2 separate regions of the Anser cygnoides genome follow, and region 1 is linked to region 2. The links are chromatin contacts, called in public Hi-C maps. All regions are on one chromosome and are shown on one strand. The core of a region is the stretch at or near the end of the contact, and the rest is flanking DNA. Distances in the headings are between cores, read along the strand shown.

Evidence for each region. Hi-C and Micro-C count contacts between places; a contact is called where the count stands out from the background.
Region 1: a Hi-C map of liver shows a contact between it and region 2, with 4 times the contacts expected there. The contact joins two enhancer-like sites. A contact is called at or near these places in 2 of 7 Hi-C or Micro-C datasets (both in liver).

The regions. Positions count from the first base shown.
Region 1 is chr3:121,427,036-121,430,379 of Taihu_goose_T2T_genome, forward strand. The region is part of intron 2 of NCOA1 (nuclear receptor coactivator 1); the gene reads left to right. Among named protein-coding and RNA genes, the nearest start is that of NCOA1, 81 kb to the left of the region's middle. Within about 2 kb of position 1,521, at least 2 of the 3 cell types and tissues checked have open chromatin away from gene starts, as enhancers often do. A contact at or near this core is called in liver, where this site is marked.
Region 2 is chr3:121,268,093-121,271,363 of Taihu_goose_T2T_genome, forward strand. LOC106038164 (serine/threonine-protein kinase PDIK1L-like) reads right to left here. Exons shown (of 5, transcript XM_066995135.1): 3 at 2,468-2,684; 4 at 584-834. The coding sequence ends at 599. Among named protein-coding and RNA genes, the nearest start is that of PNOC, 11 kb to the right of the region's middle. Within about 2 kb of position 1,614, at least 2 of the 3 cell types and tissues checked have open chromatin away from gene starts, as enhancers often do. A contact at or near this core is called in liver, where this site is marked.

The DNA.
Region 1 (3,344 bases), core at 271-2,770, 160 kb after region 2:
CTCTGTTTACTTCTGTTTACAGTTCGGTCAAATGACTTCCAGACCCCGGCCGCGTGGGCGACGTGACTTGCGGTGCGCGGACGCGGCGAGACCCTGTCCCTCCCGCGCCGCGGACCACCGGGGCACGTGTCCCTTTGGGGGAAGGCAGCGGGGTGACAGGAGTCTGCTGTTTCCCAGGGTGGGTAATCAGGAAACGAAAGGCTTGGTTTTCGTCCTCGTGCTGCCCCGATTGCGAGGAGGGTGCGATGAGGACCGCTTCTGTCCACGCGTGCGGCTCCTTAGCGGGCCAGCCTGCGCGCATCCCAAATTTTAGCCAAACTGGTACTTGTCACCCTGGTCTCGTCCCACGGTCACCTGCTTGCAAGCCCAAGGTGACGTCTGGGGAGCCCTTTTTATAGAATCAGAGAACCACAGAATCAATCATAGGGTGGTTTGGGCTCGTAGGGACCTTAAAGATCATTTTCGTCCAAGCCCCTGCCCTGGGCAGGGGACGCCTCCCACCGGAGCAGAGCCCCCAGCAGTGGAATAAAAAAGCTGCTTGTGCTCAGAGCAAAAATGCCCCGTGGTGTAGAGGAGCAAAATGTGGGTCTGCTGAGGGTTTTTGGTCGTTTTGGTCGCATCGTAGCTTTTCCTCCCGTGGAACGGTAATTCTGTGTGCCGCGGGAAGCCGAGCTCGGCAGGGCACACGCAGCCGTGAGTTACAGGGATGCACGTTAAAAACCTGTCTGAATTAAAAATTAAAAATAAAAAAGTAATTTCAAAAAAAAAAGTAAAGAAAAAATAATAAAATTGCAGGCAGTGAGCGTATTGCTTTTGATTTTTATTTTTGAAAATCAAACAGAAATCAGGCATTTTATTTTTTTCAAACGGGAGCCCGTAGGACCGCACCAGCTCCGCTTTTCATCCAAACCATGAGCATCATCGCTGCTTCCTTCCCCTCCCTCCTCCTCATCCCCCCCCGGGAGCCATCCGTGCGGTCACAGCCACCCACCGGGTGCCCCCGGTGCCCCCCCCCCCCCCGGGGGTGGCGCAGAGGAGCCCCCCACCCGGCCCCGGCAGCCCCGCGCGCGGGCGAGCGGCACCGCATGGGGCGAGCGCGGGCACGAGCCGGGCACCGCGCAGCCTTGCACGCCCGGAGCAGGCAGGTAAGGGGCAGGGGGTTATCGCCACCCGGCATCGCCACCACCCAAAATTTTTGGGGGGCCGTGAGCGGGGGCGGCGGCTGCGTAGGGGCGGCTGCAGCGCGCTCCCCGCCGCGCGAGCTCCCCGCCACCTCGCTTCTTTCAGGGCTTTTACGTAACGGCGCGCGAAGAAAGGACGGGGTCCGGCTGCTGCCTGGTGATATTTGCATTTTCCGAAGCTGCCTTCCCCCGGGCATTTTCTTTTTACCGATCGAACTTCGCCGAGGCCGTTTCGGGTGGCGCGGCTCCCCGCCGGCGCACGCCGTTCGCGGCGCTGAATAAAGCCGCGCACCTTGAGGATAATGCGCGAAGGAGAGAATTACGTGGTTCAGCGGTGACCTTGAAAAGCAGCGTGCAAATGTTTAAGCTGGAGGGATCTGGCAAGAATCCTCGCAGCGACTTGCAGAAGTAAGGACATTACTTGTTGTTTTTTTCTTTTTTTTTTAAAAAAAAAAGAGAGCGTTCCTCGTTAAAAGGAAAAATGCTGATTGCTTAACATTTGTTAATCATTGATGGGAGAAGTAAAAGCAGCAGATGAAGTTAATGATTTCACATGTGTACGGGGGGAGGTTTGGGTTCTCCTGAGCAAAGCGTTGCACAATTTGCAGGAGCTCTTCCCCTTGCTGGAAGTTCCTGGGGGCTGCGTGGGGGCTCACAACATGATTCTGTGCTTGAATTTCTCCTGGCCTTAAAGGCTTTGAAATATTTTAATTTTTTTCTTAAACAAACAGCCCTGTGGAGGCAGATCTGAGGAGGCATTTCATGGCAGAGATGCACACCTGCTTTGCTGGAGCGCTCCGATTTTCACCGCGTGTGTGCACGGCGAGGTTGGGCAACCTGAACTCGGGGCTGGGTCGGGAGCTCACGCGCTGCGCTCGGCGGCTCCTCGCCTCGCGTCGGTGCCGTGCCGCGGCTCCGAGCCCTGCCGGTGCCACGGGGGCTGCGCAAAAAGAGCAGGGGACGAACCTGGGGTCCCCATCCCCTGCCGAAACAAGTGGCTGTGGCGGTGCCGAAGGCTAAATTGTCGCCGGATGCACTGCTGCACCCCTCCTGCGTGGCAGCGGCAAATTTACCGTTTCCAGACCTGGCTCTGTCTTTTTTTTTCCCCAGTTGTTTTGTCTCTTTTGCCGTCGGTGCCCCGCTAAGCAGCACGAGAATAACGCCCAGGCGCTGGCAGCGTGATGCTGCTCCTCAGCCTCGCATCACCCCTGGGCTTTCAGAGCGCTTTTGTTTGCCCGTCTTCTTCCCCGTGTTATCTGTATAGGTCTTACATAGGGTACCCTTGCACTAAAAGAACCTCTTTTTCATGAAAAACTTAGGATCCACCCAGTCCCATCCTGGGGCTCACCAGGGTTTACCCTCTGCTTTGTGTCTCCCAGCCCGGGCACCCCGGCACGCCGCAGGGGGGTCTGTGCTGGTGCCTCAGTGACCCGATAACCCGGGTGCCATCAGCCTCTGCCCTATTTCCAGCCCTGCCTCTGCTGCCTCTTCCTCCTGGCCCTTCCACACGCAGCGTTCCCTCTCCCGCAGTCAGACCAGCCCAAACGTTAGTGGTTCTCCGCAATTCGGAGAGTTCCCCGGCCCTGGATGTGGAACTGGCGACGTGGTTTTGTGTCCCCGAGCGTGTGACCTTCAGCTCTGCTGCTCGGGGTGGGCCCCCCGGCCTCGGGTGGTCCCGCCTGGGAGGCGGGCAGGGGCCGTGGCGTCGTTACAGGCTCTGCATGGGGTTAGAGAGGACGAGGGATTCGCACTGGTGCCGGCTGGGTACCTACGGGAAGAGCCAGGAACGTTCGTCGTGGTCGGACCCGTGCTCGCAGTGAGGTTGCCAACCACGCCGGCGCCGAGCGCGGCAGCTCCGGTGGCCCCGACAGAAATACGGGGCTTTAAAACGTGCCAGATCCCCGTGCTTTGGGTTTTCTGGTGGTGACGGGACATTGTAGGGCAGCCTTTGTGCGGGGAGGGTCAGTAATCGGGCAGCGGTAGCTCCTGGCACACGGAGGGCGCCCACGGTGTGGGCTCAGGCTCTGCTGGGTGCCCTCAGGGACCTTTTTGGGGCCGTGGCCATGGCAGGGGGTGGCACCGGGGGGCTCTGAGCTCCCTGCCAGCCCAAACCTCTCCGAGATTCTGTAATTCTGTAGGAATGACAAGCAGCACTGAATTCCT
Region 2 (3,271 bases), core at 364-2,863:
GGAGGTCACCAAAAACTCAGAAGGATTGGGAATTTTGTTTGTTTTTAAGAAAAGTGGGCACGAAAGTGAGTCAGTGTTGTTGCAAGGCTGGATCGAGGCCTTTGTGTTAACGAGCCCAGGGAAGGAGAACATAAAAAACACCTAAACATACCCAGGGTGCACGCCTACAGACACACAGCAACTTCACCCACCTTGGGTTCTATTTCGTTAGCAAATACATCACAAAAGGGACAAACACAGCACAGGGAAGCGCTGGAGGGATGCCAGAAGTCTGCCCCCATTTATGGAAGCAGTTGAGATTTCGGATGAAGGACAGGCAGACCGAGGAGCAACACGGCCAATTCCCTGATCGCACACCATTAAAGAGACAGAGGTTTCTTTGTCAGAGGTAATTCACCCAGATTTCCCACACGTTTAACTTAACGAGGTGGTTCCTTCCCATCTGACTGCACCCTTCTGGCGCTAAGCGTTCAGAACTGCCCCGGGTCACGTTCGATTTTAGAGGGCTTTGGCCAGCAGGTCAGCAGCTAAAAACCCCGTGAACCCACACGGGGACCCAGAGGGGCCTGGCACAGACACTGACCTGAGCGCCCTTGGTCTATGAGAGCGAGCGCTGGCGCTTCTTGCCGTAGGAGATTTGCCTGATGCGGGCTTCCAGCTGGAAGGCGTCCAGCCTTTCCTTGGGGTTGAAAGCCAGCATGTCGTGCAGGAGCTCGCAGAGATCGGCCGGCATGGACTTCTTGTTCTTCAGAGGGATTTGCAGCTTCATGTTGGGGTTCTCCAGCAGCGCCTCGCCCAGAGGAATGAGCTCCTTGCCTTGGCAGATGTAAGTTCCTGAACACAGGGTAGAAGGAGTCGGCTTAAACGAGGGGAAAATCTACGCAAAAGGCTGCCACGCGAAGCAGGGAGAGGCAATCTGGAGGACAAAACATCTGAAAGATCACCGGGAAGATCACTGCTCGGGAGGCCAGGTCAAATACTGAAAGGAACCTCCTCCATCTGGTCCTGGTTCACCCCGACAGCAGGCCTGGAAGCGCTCGAAGGGGGAAGGAAGGGACTGAGCTTGGCTCGGGTGACTCGAAAGAGTTAAAGACAAACCCTATTTGCTCAGCAAGTCAAACAATTTTCAATTAAAATGACAGCGCACGCCATTTGCCGTTCGCCAACTTCTCCTCGGCGAGATTAAGGAAGGGAAATGTAAATTTACTCCCGGCCATCTAAATAATTTCACCGCTTGTTGAAAAATGATTAACCGGCTTCCCAAACAGACAGTGAAAACAGCTCTGCTCGCTCGGGCTGCTCTGCCCCTGCACCAGGCGAAGAATAAACGTTTCAAAGGCAGCGACCTGCCTGCGTGGGGAAAAGGTTGGCCACGCAAACTCCTTATCTCGAGTTGGCGGGCGGCTATTTTAATGAGATCTGTTCATGCTTTGGTCTCAGCTGCAACCGCTTGCTTGCTGTTGTAGGCAGGAACTAAAACGTTTATCAACATTTGGCGTTTTAAAGAGAAATAAATAATACAATTAGAACCGAGCCTACTCAAAAAAAAAATAATTAAAGGGGTAGCGCAAAAGCTTATCCAAGTCCCTGTGTAGAAATCCCTTTTAAGTTTAAAATTTAAACGTTTAGGAGACGGACAGGTGCTCTACGATCTCAGAGCCAGGGTAGATGCCTGCAATTGTTATGCTAATCTGCATGACCGGCATTCTCTGCTCTCGAGATGGATTTTCCCACCGCAATATACTTTTCTGAAATCGTTTAGCACCACGTATTCCAAGCGCGCGTGTGTGGGGGGTGGGTTTGGGGGTTTGGGACAGAGCAGGCCATCGGGCGAGTCATCCCTGGGAGAGTTTGCACCTCGAAACGAGGAAACTCAGCCAGGGCGCAGCGAGGCTGATCTAAACGTCCCTGCCAAGTTTATAGCTTGGCTCCTTAGAGCATCCTTCCAGCGCTGCCGTCCCCTGGACGTGCCAAGTCAAGGGTAGAAGCAAATTCCTAAAACCAGTTCCGGGCAGGGCAGGTTTGGGTTTTGGGAGCATTAGGAGCGCTCCTGAGCGAACGGCAGCCTACAGACACGGAATGCTCCGCGAAGACCAAGCGTCACCAAGCGCTTTCTGTCTTAAAACTCCTTGGTGTCCACCGGGGCCAACCCCACTCTGAGCAGAGCTCCTTGGGGTAAGGAAAGCCCGGCAGCAAAGAAGACAAAAGCAATCTTTCCCATGACCTTTAAACCCCACAAAGTGTTTTTGGGATTAAAAAAAAAAACAACAGCCACACACATTCACTGGCAGAAGAACGACCTTCTGAACATAATAATTTGCAGACATAAGAAGTGTTCCTTCTGCCTTACTGATACGTTTTCAGGCCCTGGAAACCCTACGCGAACAGCAGCCACTTCAGGAGAAATTTGCGCTGGAGAGAAGGGATTTTGCCCTGCGCTTTTGGGGCAAAAAGCACCAGTCCTCACCGAGCAGCTCCTTCTCGGTGTCCCCGTCCCGGAAGGTGATCCGCTCGACCATAGCCCAGAAAATGATGCCGAGGGCAAAGATGTCAGCCTTGGCCGTGTAGTGCCCTTCCCACACTTCGGGAGCCATGTAGAAGTTGGACCCGCAGGCGGAGGAGAAGCGGTGCTGGTTCACGTTCCCCTTCCCCTGACACACCTTGCTGAGGCCAAAATCTGCCACCTGCGAAGAGGAGAAGGAAAATGAGCTCTTCGCAGACACCAAACTCCCAGGGACGTTTACAAGCAGCGGCCCGACAAATTCCAGTCAGAAATCCCCCACAGAACCAAGAGCTGTCGGGTGGCACCCCTCGTGGAGAAGAGCTACCGCGTCCTGTCCTTTAGATGCCCGTCCCTCGCCCCTTGCCTGATGTTTGCTCCCCTCCCTAGGGAGAGGGAACCAAATATCCGATTGCTCTGCGTGCGAAGTTCGTTCCGACCAAATCTGACTGGGCACAAAGGTACCTGGAGCGACAGCTGAGGCAGGAGCGGCTCTTACTGCCCCACGGGGAGCGCACCGAAGCTCTGGCCTTGCCGTTATCGTCCCGTGATGAAGAGGGCATTGATTTAAGCGTCCCTCGATGGCTCTCCGGGTCCGAGCACAAATATCATTATTGATCTGAGCGGCCAAGACGTGAATTATCCACGAGGCACTAAGCTATAAAATTACGCCCGGCTACGGGAACTCTTGGGACCGCGAGTTCAGGAGGAAGCTGGCTCCCAGCTTTGCAGCTGCTTCTCAGGGCAACACAGCTGAATTTCACCCCGGTG